Linked DNA regions of Mus musculus: region 1 is linked to region 2. The links are chromatin contacts, called in public HiChIP or PLAC-seq maps. All regions are on one chromosome and are shown on one strand. The core of a region is the stretch at or near the end of the contact, and the rest is flanking DNA. Distances in the headings are between cores, read along the strand shown. Region 1 has its middle 27 kb from the start of Lilr4b. Region 2 holds the start of Sim1 (single-minded family bHLH transcription factor 1).

The links. HiChIP or PLAC-seq counts read pairs in DNA pulled down with a chosen protein or histone mark.
Region 1: an H3K4me3 HiChIP or PLAC-seq map of bone marrow-derived macrophages shows a contact between it and region 2, with 2.8 times the contacts expected there. The contact joins the enhancer-like site here to the promoter of Sim1 in region 2. A contact is called at or near these places in 4 of 39 promoter capture datasets (the C10 cell line, cranial neural crest, embryonic stem cells and 1 more), 1 of 15 datasets of contacts at CTCF or cohesin (large pre-B cells), 12 of 115 datasets of contacts at active chromatin or transcription factors (the 230-238 cell line, bone marrow-derived dendritic cells, bone marrow-derived macrophages and 5 more) and 1 of 9 other capture datasets (embryonic stem cells).

What each region holds. Positions count from the first base shown.
Region 1 is chr10:51,450,294-51,456,659 of GRCm38.p6, forward strand. No RefSeq gene overlaps it. Among named protein-coding and RNA genes, the nearest start is that of Lilr4b, 27 kb to the right of the region's middle. Within about 2 kb of position 4,253, at least 124 of the 459 cell types and tissues checked have an H3K27ac peak or open chromatin away from gene starts, as enhancers often do. A contact at or near this core is called in the 230-238 cell line, bone marrow-derived dendritic cells, bone marrow-derived macrophages and 3 more, where this site is marked.
Region 2 is chr10:50,893,879-50,900,181 of GRCm38.p6, forward strand. Sim1 (single-minded family bHLH transcription factor 1) reads left to right here and starts at 1,773. Exons shown (of 11, transcript NM_011376.3): 1 at 1,773-2,193. The coding sequence starts at 2,019. A230054N11Rik (a long non-coding RNA gene) reads right to left here and starts at 656. Exons shown (of 2, transcript XR_871640.2): 1 at 1-656.

The DNA.
Region 1 (6,366 bases), core at 3,003-5,502, 560 kb after region 2:
ACATTAAACTCAAGACAACGAAGACCAAAGTGTGGACACTTTGCTATTCTTAGAATAGGAAACAAAACACCCATGGAAGGCGTTACAGAGACAAAATCTGGAAGTGTGACGAAAGGATGGACCATCTAATGATTGCCATATCCAGAGATCCATCCCATAATCAGCTTCCAAACGCTGACACCATTGCATACACTAGCAAGATTTTGCTGAAAGGACCCTGTCTCTTGTGAGACTATGCCAAGGTCCAGCAAACACAGAAGTGGATGCTCACAGTCAGCTATTGAATGGACCACAGGGCCCCCAATGGAGGAACTCGAGAAAGCACCCAAGGAACTAAAGGGAACTGCAACCCTATAGGTGGAACAACAATATGTAATAAGCAGTACCCCGGAGCTCTTGTCTCTAGCTGCATATGTATCAAAAGATGGCCTAGTCGACCATCACTGCAAAGAGAGGCCCATTGGACTTGCAAACTTTATATGCCCCAGTACAGGGGAACGCCAGGGTCAAAAAGGGGGAGTGGGTGGGTAGGGGAGTGGGGGTGGGTAGGTATGGGGGACTTTTGGTATAGTATTGGAAATGTAAATGAGCTAAATACCTAATAAAAAATGGGAATAAAAAAAAGAATTCCTGATCTCAGGTGAGGGAGCTAGAGAGTGTCTGTGGAATAACACTGCACCTGACACAGGTTCCCAGTGGAGACCCCGGTATGCAATGTGTCTGAGAACCCAAGGCTCCTGAGCCAATGGACACAGCATGCAGTCTGTGGCAGCTGTCATTCAGTAAATGGAGGATGAGATAATGAGAATGGAACCTGGGTTGGTCAGGTGAGCGATGGGTCTTCCCGTGACAGTTCTAGTCCTTCGGATATTCAGGGGTGAAGTCAACAGTCAGCACAATATGGTTGATCTTTACTCTTAGACCATACAAAGTTCCACCTCTTACTCATCTACTTCCTTTCAGGAAACCTCCAGAAACCCACCTTTTGGGCTGAGCCAGGTTCTGTGATCGAATCAAAAACTCTATGACCATTTGGTGTGAAGGAACCATGGAAACCCAAATATATTTCCTATATAAAGAAGGAAGCCCAGCATCCTGGCTCAGACAAATTCCAAAAGCATCCTAGTAACATGGCCAGGTTCTCTCTACCATCCATGGAAAAGCATAATGCAGGGTAACATCTCTGTCACTGTCATAATTTTGGTGGTGGTCACAGCACAGTGACACACTGGAGCTGGTGATGACAGGTGAGAGGACACTTCCAAATTCCTGGGAAATTCCTTTAGGAAAGCTGTATGTTCACTGTGGTGTCTCTTCCTCAAATCCCAGGAGAGTTGAACAATGTTTACCATATATTCCAGCTAACAGGCTTTCTATTTCCTTCTAGAAGTTTACTCCAGCAAAGTCACCCTGTCAGCCATTCTCAGCCCTGTGGTGACCTCAGGAACCATGTGACCCCTCCGTGTGACTCACAACAAGCATATAACAGGTTCAGGTGAATGAACAGTCCCCAGAGGACTCTCCACCCCCCCGGTGCCCTATCACACCCAGGATCTTAGGAATACTGCTGAGTGGAACACAACATCTATTGCAACACAACTGGGAGTGCCTGGTGCCAGCAGGAGCAGGGACACAGGAGCTCCACCCGACCAGCAGCTCAGGTTCCTTCTGGTCAGCGCTGGTCTACCTTGGTTTTGAACACAATGGACAGGCCCACAGTCCCCAGAGGAGGTACCACTTCCAGGCACTTTAACACTCCCAGGATCTTAGGATTCCAGGATCCCAGGAACCCAGGAGCTTGGTCACACCAGGATCTCAGGGTCTCAGAGGAAGCTTGACTGCCAAGAACTCTGACACACCCAGAATCTCAGGATCCCAGGATCCCAGAATCACAGGATCACAGAGAAAGCTGAACTCTGGGGAGTTCTGACTCAACCAGGATTATAGGAAGGACAAGTTCTAATCAGATATATTGAGGGCAGCAAGCACTTGAGATAATCAGATGGCAGGACACAGTCATAAGAACAGAAGCAACAGAAACCAAGATTACTTGGCATCATCAGAACCAAACTCTCCTACCCTAGCAAGTCTTGCATACACCATCACACCAGTAAAAGCAAGATACTGATCTAAAGTCACCTCTCTAGAGGATGATGGAGGACTATAAGAAGGAAATTAATAACTCCCTTAAAGAAATGCAGAAGGACACATCCAAACAGGTGAAAGAATTGAACAAAACTATCCAGGATATAAAGATGGAAGTAAAAACAATAAAGAAATCACACAGGGAGACCACTCTGGAAATAGAAAATGTAGAAAAGAAGTCAGGAGCCATAGATGCAAGCTTAACCAACAGAATACAAGAGATAGAAGAATCAATCTCAGGTGCAAAAAATACCTTAGAAAATATTGACACAATAATCAAAGAAAATGTGGAATGCAAAAAGATCCTGACCCAAAACATCCAGGAAATCCAGGACACAATGAGACCAAACCTAAGGATAATAGGTATAGATGAGAAGGAAGATTTCCAACTTAAAAGGCTAGTAAATATCTTCAACAAAATTATAGAAGAAAACTTCACCAAACTAAAGAAAGAGATGCCCATGAACATACAAGAAGTCTACAGAACACCAAATAGATTGGACCAGAAAAAAAAATTCTCCCATCACATAATAATCAAAACAGCAAATACACAAAAGAAAGGAAGAATATTAAAAGCAGTAAGGGGAAAAAGACAAGTAACATATAAAGACAGACCTATCAGAATTACACCAGATGTCGCACCAGAGACTATGAAAGCTAGGAGATCTTGGGCAGATGTCATACAGACCCTAAGAGAACACAAATCCCAGCCCAGGCTACTATACCCAGCAAATTACCATAGATGGTGAAACCAAGGTATTTCATGACAAAACCAAATTTACACAATATCTTTCCACAAATGCAGCCCTTCAAAGGATAATAAAGATAAAACTCCAACACAAAGAGGGAAACTAAGCTCAGAAAAAAGCAAGAAAGTAATTTTCAATAAACATAAAGAAGATAGCCAAATGAACAAAATTCCAACTCCAACAACAAAAGTAACAGGAAGCAACAATTACTTTTCCTTAGTATCTCTTATCATCAATGGGCACAATTTCACAATAAAAAGACATAGAATAACAGACTAGACACATAAACAAGCCCCATCATTTTGCTACATACAGGAAATGCAACTCAGTAACAAGGTCAAGCACTACCTCACAGTGAAAGGCTAGAAAAATTTTCCAAGCAAATGGTCCCAAGAAAAAAGATAGAGTAGCCATTATAATATCAAATAAAATTGACTTCCAACCAAAAGCTATCAAAAAAATTGAGAAGTACTCTTCATACTTATCAAAGAAAAAATCTACCACAATGAACTCTCAATTCTGAACATCTATGCCATAAGTGCAAGGGCACCCACATGTGTAAAGGAAAACTTGCTAAAGATCAAAGCACACATTTTACCCCACACAATAATAGTGGGGAACTTTAACACCTCACTGATCATGGAAACCGAAACTAAACAGAGACACAGAGAAACTAATGCAAGTTAGGAATCAAATAGATTTAACAGATGTCTAAAGAACATTTCACCCTAAAACAAAAGAATATACCTTCTTCTCAGTACCTTATGGTGCCTTCTCCAAAACTGACCATATAACCTGACAAAACACAAGCCCCAGGGATACAAGTAGTTTGACTAATGGCATTCCTCCAGGGAGCATGAGTGCCTGAAACATTGAGAGAGAATCTGCAGTGTCAGATGAGGAACTTTGTTCAGAATAGAAATGTTGAGAAAGAAGAAGTGGTGAGTCTTAGATGCAGAGTGTTAAGGGGGAGGGCTGACTCTTCTAGTAATGAGGAAGTCAGAAAACAATGAAAAGAGCAAGCAATGAATGATCCATGCTGGGGGAGGCCTAAGCTTCCTTCAGTGAATCAACTAGGTCTTGTGAACCTTTCCCCCAACCTCCTTCTCCTGGGCCTTTCTGTCTTGTAATGGTCTTATTCACTTTCTGGTCAATCCAGGAAAAATGTGGTTCTCTGTAGGTCTTATTTCCTCTCTTACTTCTGACATTAAATTCTAAAACTTTTGTCCTAAAGTGTTCCCATTGCAGTCCCCTGGCAGCTGTGCTCCCTGGAAATTAAGCTCTTCAACCTCTTGAACTACATACAGGTTTCTCACTGTACATGACCTCTTGAACTACATATAGGTTTCTCACTGTAAACGATGTTTCCTGTTTTTTATGAGCTGTCACCTATTCTGAGGTTGAATGTGGTGAGTCAGCTCTCATTAGGTGATTTTTGTTCCTGTAAACTATGACTAATCCCCATTTGTCTAGATAATGCCATAAAACTCCATGCTTCACCTATTTGATTGTTGGTGTTATTCTAACTTTGCTCTGTCATCAGCTCCATATCTAGCATGAATAGATGATTGTTTACAATTACCCAGAAATAGTTCTATACAAAGGTTTGACTTACTATTCATATGATGAAATCTGGATTTCCTGAGTGGCTGTGTATAAAGGAGGGGAATTTAAGGTCACCCCTAAAGCAAGGATATCACATATATACTAATATTACCTGCCTATGTTACTAATGTAGCTCCCTGATATCCTGATGCATTCTAACTGAACTATGTTGGTACCAACCTCACTGACCACAGTGTAGTTTTCCCTTTCTGCACCCTTTAGCTCCTCTAGCATTCTGTGACACAGCAAGTAGCTGTGATTACAGAGATGTGACCTACCTACAGAAGACAGGTCCCATCATTATTCCTTCATGCTTTAGAGGTTCTTGGGGCAAATGTTCTCCCAGCACAACTATAGCTTTTTAAATAATGCATGACAACACTTTTATGCAGTGATAAAACCATTCAATTACACTGTTACCTCAACCCTTGGCTGGTTGGTAGATCTCTATGAGTTCAAATCAGTCAGACCTACATGATGACTTCCAGTAGAACAAGAGCCACAGAGTGGGTCTCTGTCTCAAACCACAAAACAAAACAAAACAAACAAACAAACAAAAAAAAAAACCAAACATTGACCACACACTTCTAAGGAGAACAAATGTAACTCATTGGTTCATTAACTGGATTTGTGTGGAGTCTTATCTTTTTTTCTGTCACTGGTGTCTCATCTTGGGTGAGTAGGCATTGTTCATGTATACCAAGGATTTGTACATCCAACATTCCCTAAGCATCTCAAGAGTCAGGATGCCAACTGGTCATTAGTGTGGTCTGGTTAAAGGAGAACCAAGAAGAAGCTCTGTGAGGAACAACCAATTCTGAGCCCCCTCAGATGAAAGTGCTGGCTCAGAATGACACCAGTTTCACCAGTATTTTTGTTTTTGGTTTTTGTTTTGTTTTGTTTGTTTGTTTGTTTGTTTGTTTTTTACATTAAGTCCATAGTGACTGAGTCCATTCAAACAGATGTAGATGCATACAGTGGAAACTGTCTGCATGAAGAGACCACAGCCAGATTTGGAATTGTAATGCCAGCAGAAGGCAGTAAGAAGGATGATAAATTTGAGGTCTGCATGAGATTCAACAGACTCCATCTCAGAAACCAAAAACCAGAACTAAGAAACTAAAAAAAGTAGAACAGGGGAACAAGGGTGTGGTTCCCACAAGATCAGTTCCCCTTCCCCAGTGGCTGATAGTACCACAAGCAGATGACACAAAGAAGAACACAGACTGTTTAGATCATATACTTTGTGTCTGTCGATTTGGCAAGAAAACAAATTATCAGCACATTTGTGGCAAGTGGATGATGGCATGACCCCCATTCTCATAGCCATGCTGTATCTTGGTGAGGTGTGAAGGTTGGGAAGGAGAATTATTTCCTGAGAGGAAAGCCACTTTACAACCATGCCTTAGGCTATCAGGGTGTTTCAGCAGCTGGGAAACAATTTGTACATGGAGGACCTACCCAGACGTTAGTGCAAACACTCATGGATAACTCTCTTGCAGGACTGATTCTGGACCCCAGGAACCCTGTGCTGGTAGGTGAGTGTCTTCCCAGGTGTTGCACATTGTACATACTCAGTAAGAATCGAGGTTTACCCCTGTCGTTTGGGATGCAAAACAAGTCTTGAGCCAGGAAGCTGGTGTCTGAGGGTGATGTCCTCATATCTACATGCTGATTTCTTTTCAGAGGCTTCATTTAAACCCACATTCATGGGGGTGCCGAGCAATGTGTAAGCATAGGGAACCAGATAACCATCTTCTGTACAGGGATCTTACAAGTCACAAAATACCATCTCCATAAAGAAGGAAGTCCACATTATCTGATACCAGCAACCATTCTAGAAACTGAGAATAAGGCCACATAGTCT
Region 2 (6,303 bases), core at 523-3,022:
TGTTGGGGAACGTTACAGGTTCACTCAGTTATTGTGTCCTCTCTAGAAGGAATATTCGTGCTGGTCTTTTTGTTTCTCGAAATAAAGTCCGCAGAGTTGCCCAACAGTTTAGATAATAACTCTGTAAGACGTCTAATATGTCAGTTGTTCCAACACTCTAGGCTTCTTCTATCACATCCTTCTTCTGACTGACTACCCACTAGCTGGTTCCCATAGGAAACTGCCCAGCAGACCTAGTCATCTTGCATCAGTCACAAACCCGAATCATTTCGAAAACGTTGCCCTTTTTGGAATAAAGGCGGGCATTTATTTCATCTAGCGATGAATTTTGTCACAGTGGTGTCAGGATAAAAAATAAGTCCAGCGTCGTTCTCCCTCACCCAGTCCTGCAGGCGTGAGGCGCGCAGCCGTGGGGAAATCCTGGCCACTGTCTGGGATGCTATTCGCACGCGTTCCTGGAGCCTCGGCTAGCCAGCCCCCGCAAGGCCGCACGCTGTGCGCAGACACCCGAGTCTAGGGAGCGCGAGTGTCACTCGGCACGCCGAAGACCTCGGGGTTTGGAGCGGCGGCGGCAGCGGGGCAGCGGCGACCCCGCGCCCGGGGCTCATTAGGAGCGGAGCTGCCAGGCTCACTGTAGGACCCGAGCCGCGAGCCCAGTCGCGTGGGGGGGGGGGGGGAGGAGGAGCAGGGAGCATGCTCGTCACTCACCCCGATTGGCCAATGAGCGCCGCGTCTTGGTTGCCTATGACCAATAGGAAGAGAGAAAATTTGTGAGTGGCGTTTGAGAAGGGCGGGAGAAAGGGAACCTGGGAGCGAAGTTGAAGCTAAACCCGGTAAGCTATAAAGAAGTTACAGGGGGGCGCTTTGGGCTCCCAATTAGGAACAGTACCGGCTCCCAACACTACGGAGGACTCGGACTCGGAAAACACCTCTCCTGTCCCCAGCCTGTGTTCTCCTCCCGCTGCTACCTACCCCTCCCCCATTCATGCCCATGGGAAGGTGGCCCAGGCACACTCTGCGGGCTGCGGGTGACAGCCGGGAGGCTGCCGCTGAGGCTCCGCAAGCGCGCAGGCTTGAAAGCAGTTAGGGGGCGGGAGCCTTAGCAGCCTCCGCGGCTCTCGAGGACGTAAGGTAGGTGAGGAGCCAAGAGCTCCAGGTGATGCCTACGAGGGGCTGTCGCGCGTGCCACCTGTTAACTCTGCGCTGCGGTGCCCTGTGTGCAACTGCGGGAGTCCCCGGGGGTTTGATGCATAAGCAGCACTTCTCCAGGAACCCCTCAGACGTGAACCCCGCCGGGGAGAGGCAGCCGGAGTCCGGGGCAGTGGAGGAATTCTGCACGGCTGGATAGCCTGGCTTGGCGCGCACGGCCGGCCGAGCTCTCCGCAGACGCGCATTTAGCCGTCGGTGCTACATCCCGGCCGCGGCGAGCGGAAGCCCAGCCTGTCCCGGGACCGACCTGCCCAAGTTTTAAATACCCAGGGCTGTGACGAGCAGAGTATGAGCGCAGAGGCCCTTTGGGGCCCGGTTGGCTGAATTATAGTGGGTTTGAGTTTAGCCACAGATGTCTTATTCCTTGGTGTTCTTGTCTTCGTAGTGATCTGAAAGAAGTTACCCGCGATTCCTGTTTCCTACAAACCAGCTCAGAACCAGAGGAGTTGGAAAACAAACGTCGGGTATTATTATGTCGATTTCCCAAGGACCCGGGTTCTTACCGCGGATCAGATGAAAAGGTTGGCTCCTCGGGAGTCCTTCCAGCATTTTATACTTAGAGTCCCAAAGGATTGCCCGGATTTGCCGTGAACCAGCAGCTTTCTTTTATACTTACACCTCACGTTTTCAAGAAAGTATTTTGTTTGCCGCATTGCCCTGTCCATCATTCGTGTCTTCCCGGAGCAAACTTCAGCCTCCTGTTTAAAGTTATGTTTTTACCGAGTGTGATCTCTAATTGAAAGTTAACTTTTGGTTTTGGATGAGTCTGTGGAGTTTACGTTGTAAGAAGAAAGGGAGCCCGAGACACGATGAAAGAAAAGTCTAAAAATGCTGCCCGAACGAGGAGGGAGAAAGAAAACAGTGAATTTTATGAACTGGCTAAATTACTGCCTTTACCCTCAGCCATCACCTCCCAACTGGACAAAGCATCCATCATCAGACTCACGACCAGCTATCTCAAAATGAGAGTGGTCTTTCCAGAAGGTAAGCGTCTGTGCCTAGATTGAATTTCGAAGGAGTAAACCTACCCCAGCAGCACAGAAATGTACTTGTGTTTACCGGCGTGGGTTACATTCTCTGAAAAGGGAAATTTAACCAAGCTATTTGATCAGTCAGCGCCAAAGGGCTTTCCCTGCCTTTCTTAGTCTTTCTCTTCTTCCCCGTATTTCTCTCTCCAACACATTCGATATATTTGGTTGGGAAATAACCCAATAGTGCTTTTATCAACATTTGGCTCAGTTGAAAGCACGGCTAATCCAAACATGACTTTCCTTTTTGTTCCTCTAGTCAGACATGTATCCAATAGAAATCAGGAGTACTGCCCAATTGCTTATTTTTGCTAGGTATAGATTAGATGTATAAACATAGTGCTAGGTAAGCTAGATAATAATTTATCAAAAGGGCCACAATTCCGCGAGGGCAGGCGTGTGTGTGCGAACAGTATGCCTGGACTCCGCCAGTCTCTTGGCTGTTTATAGTAAATTGGTTCTCATTTTTTAAGATGTCCAGAGATTCTTAAATCGGAGCTTTGTGAGTTGCATTTCTGGCCTTGGCGTTATCTGTAAAATCATAAATTTGTCTCAAAATAGTCAAGATTTGAGGAAAGTAGAGCAGACAGAAATGTATCCTCAGTGGTGGCTGACAAATCGAGACAAACTCTCATAGGGCCTAGAAGTTAGAATACCAGCAGCAGATAGGATTGTAAGTTGGAATTTCAGTTACTAATACTCATTGTGAGAGGAAGAGCGGACTTCCCAGAGCATAGTCTTGTGTGAACTCATATCTACTTAGTAGGAAACGTGAATACTCTCCAGGGAAGGAGCTCTTTGATCTCCCATTTGCTCACCCTTCCTCAACCAAATAACAAACAGAATAGAAAAATATTTTGTTAGGGGAGGAAGTTTTAAGAATGTAAAAGAATGATTACTAGACAAACAAAACTTCTAGAGAAAGAAGTTTGTTTATTTACAAATGAGACAAATGAGAACTTCTTTTTGACCTGTTGTTGGTTTTGGGTGTTTGAGGGATCTTATTTTTTGATGGGGGGGGCTAGTTTTTGCTGGGAATGAAGTTTTCCTTCACTTGGTGTTTGTTCAAAACTTGCAAAAGGGCTGCAAACTAGCCAGGGCTACCACACAAACCTTCTAAATAGTTTATTTCTATCATCAAACCCATCAGTAGTATTATATAGTTAGTTCCTTGAACATCTCTTTTCATTCTGAAATCCAGGGAGGAGAGAAATTACAGTTTAGAATAGCGAGAAAGTTTTTTTTTCTTTTGTCTTGGTTTGTTTTTTAGGAGAAAGGAGAAAGGCTGTAAAAACTAAAAATCACACTTCTGACCCAAACTGTACTGAGACTTGCTGATGGGAGAATCACCATTATACCACACTGCCTTCTGCTTAAAAAAGAGATCTCTCTGTCTTTTATACTGTCAGCGCCTACTTTATAAAAATAAAGCTATTTCGAACTCCGCTGTTGCGCTGTTCCTAACAGGATTATTAGCAGTGATTTGTCAGCTACTGCGGTCTCAGTGGGCTCCCTTTCTGCGTGATTTCTAGTGGGTCTCGTCAATTATTGGTGCCGATGTCGCTTGCTGTTTGATCAGAAGCAGCATATGGTGCTGCTAGTGGGGCAGCGAATAACCGCAGGAGAAGAATAGAGGGCTGATTTCCCCAGCAGTCACAAACAGAGCCCGGGAACCCACAAGGCCAGAGGCCCTAGTCTGCTCAGTGCAGACTCGGGGTGGGCTCTGAGAGGATCCGGCTCGATATTTTTGTTTGTTTTATTTTTGTATTTTAAGAGAAGAAGCTTTCCTCTGAAGGCGCTAATTCTTAAAAATTAAAAATCGCGTTATAAAGAAATAGAAGGACTCAAATATATTCTCGTTATGAGGTCCTCTGGACGGCAAGCTAGGCCATCCCTTTTGGCTACTTTAACAGTGCTTTCTACAGTCCTCTCTCACCGAACTCTGGCCCCTCCCACCTCTCCTCTCTCCCCTCTTCTGAGTGTGAGTTTATGAGGGGCGGGGATGGACCATGTGTGAACTCTGGGCACATCATTTATTTCGCTAGCTTCTGTGGAGTTCATAACTCACGCGCAGACTCCACTCGATGAGTTAGACAGGATCGTCAGAACAGCTGGCACCTGGAGATGAGGTTTTAATTTCGAGATTGTTTGAGCTTCAAAAACACTAAATCGAAAGTACTAAAGTACACCCCTTTACTGTATTAACGAAAACAACAACGGCAAACAATTACAAAACTCAGCGGTTTTCAAAGGAGCAAAAGAGTGACAAGCCGCAAAACCAGGCACTACCTGCAGGTGGTGCCAAATTTGGGTTTAGCCTTTACTTAGGGTTCAACCTAAGCTTGGGGGTGAACTGAACACTTTACATCTCTGTAATTTTTTGGTGATGCTAAATAGAATTTGAAGTTACTTTACATGTCTTAAAGCTTTCCCACCACATGACATTAATAAAGTTTTGTTTTAAGAATAAGCATCGCTGTTTAATTACGGTAAATATCCTATCACATTTGACATGGATTTTACAAACTGTCTAATTTCAAATGATTACAGATTTGATGGCATAACTATAGGCATAACAATGTAGTAAACCTTGTTTTTGTACATATCACACACTTTATTTATACTACTGTGTAATGCCCAATGGCTATATGGTAAGTGAACAAAAAATTCTTCCACACTTATCTGAGAGGGTGTAGGACCGGTGAGTATTCCCTGTATGGTCATTCCCTGTACATTTCCGCCCCTTATCATTGTAGTAGCTGTTGTCTGGGTCCAGGTTTTGCCATTAGTGTGTTTATTCAGAATAGGTAATCCTGAACAGTTGAGTGAGAAATGAGGGAGGGAAGAAGAAAGAAAGGGAAGTGGAGATAATGATACAGGTATTTGGAATAACTAAGAATTCAGTATAAAACTGGGTGTGGTGGTGCACACCTGTAATCCTTGCTCTTTGAGGTGAGGCTCCAAGCAGGAGCAATTGTGGAGATGCAGGTGGAGGAAGATGAGGAAGGAGAAGGAACAAGCTTTGGATCAGCATTAGAGACTAAATTTTATATAAAGGAAAATCCAGGAAGAGCACTGTGAGGTCATTAAAAATGCTTATCTTCTGTTTAATCACATTCACTCTAAATATTGTCTTGAAACAGAAAAAACAGAGAATGTAAAAAATGTACAAATCTTTGTTGTTATCAAAGCCAGGAAGATGTATTAAGATATTAAAAAACAACAACGATATAACTTTATTTATATGCAAAAGAGGACAAATTCAACTTTCAAAGACATACATATTTTTATCCACTTTTACTGTAGATTTGGCCAGGGGCATTTTGTCATTCGGAATAAGCTGTAAGATCAGATATGGCTCCAAATCTTTAACTGTTTTTAATCTTGGTAGTATCATTATGCATAGTCGCCAATATATCTATGAAAAATAAAAATAATCACAAGGGTTGAAATTAGTAAGTATTTTCCCAAGTCCTACAACATTCATCTAAAACTTGAAATCCTTAATCATTTTTTGAATTAACTCAAAAACAAACAAACAAACAGAAAACACTTAAAAAATTAAAAAAAAAAAAAGCTTGGTTTCCCACGTGGATATGTGATTTAAGGCTGTTTTTCTTGCTGCTCAGGGAAATGATTGAGCACTGGGTTTCAATGTTTATTTTCTAACACAAGTTTTTCTCATTTAAAGTCTCCTTTAAACACATTTTATGCTCAAGTCTGGTTTTCTCTGCTTAATTCCAGTTTTGATGTTCGTTTTAAGTGGGTGCAGAATTAAACTGTGTGCAAGGCAGATTTATGACTAGAATGTATAGATTCTGATCAATGATTTTTTTAAAAGAAGATGGGTGTATCACAAATTAAAAACAAACAACAAACGGAACATCATAAGCTATGGTGGGATGCTTTCAAACGCAGCACAATTATCCATCTAAGACTAAAACGTATTAAACATATAAGGGTAGATCTTTTTTTTAGGGGAGTTGTTTTTACATTTAGGGGGAATCTTGATATCTTTGAATTTTTTTTTTGCAGTCAGATGCAAGTTCCGAATGCAAACTCCTGG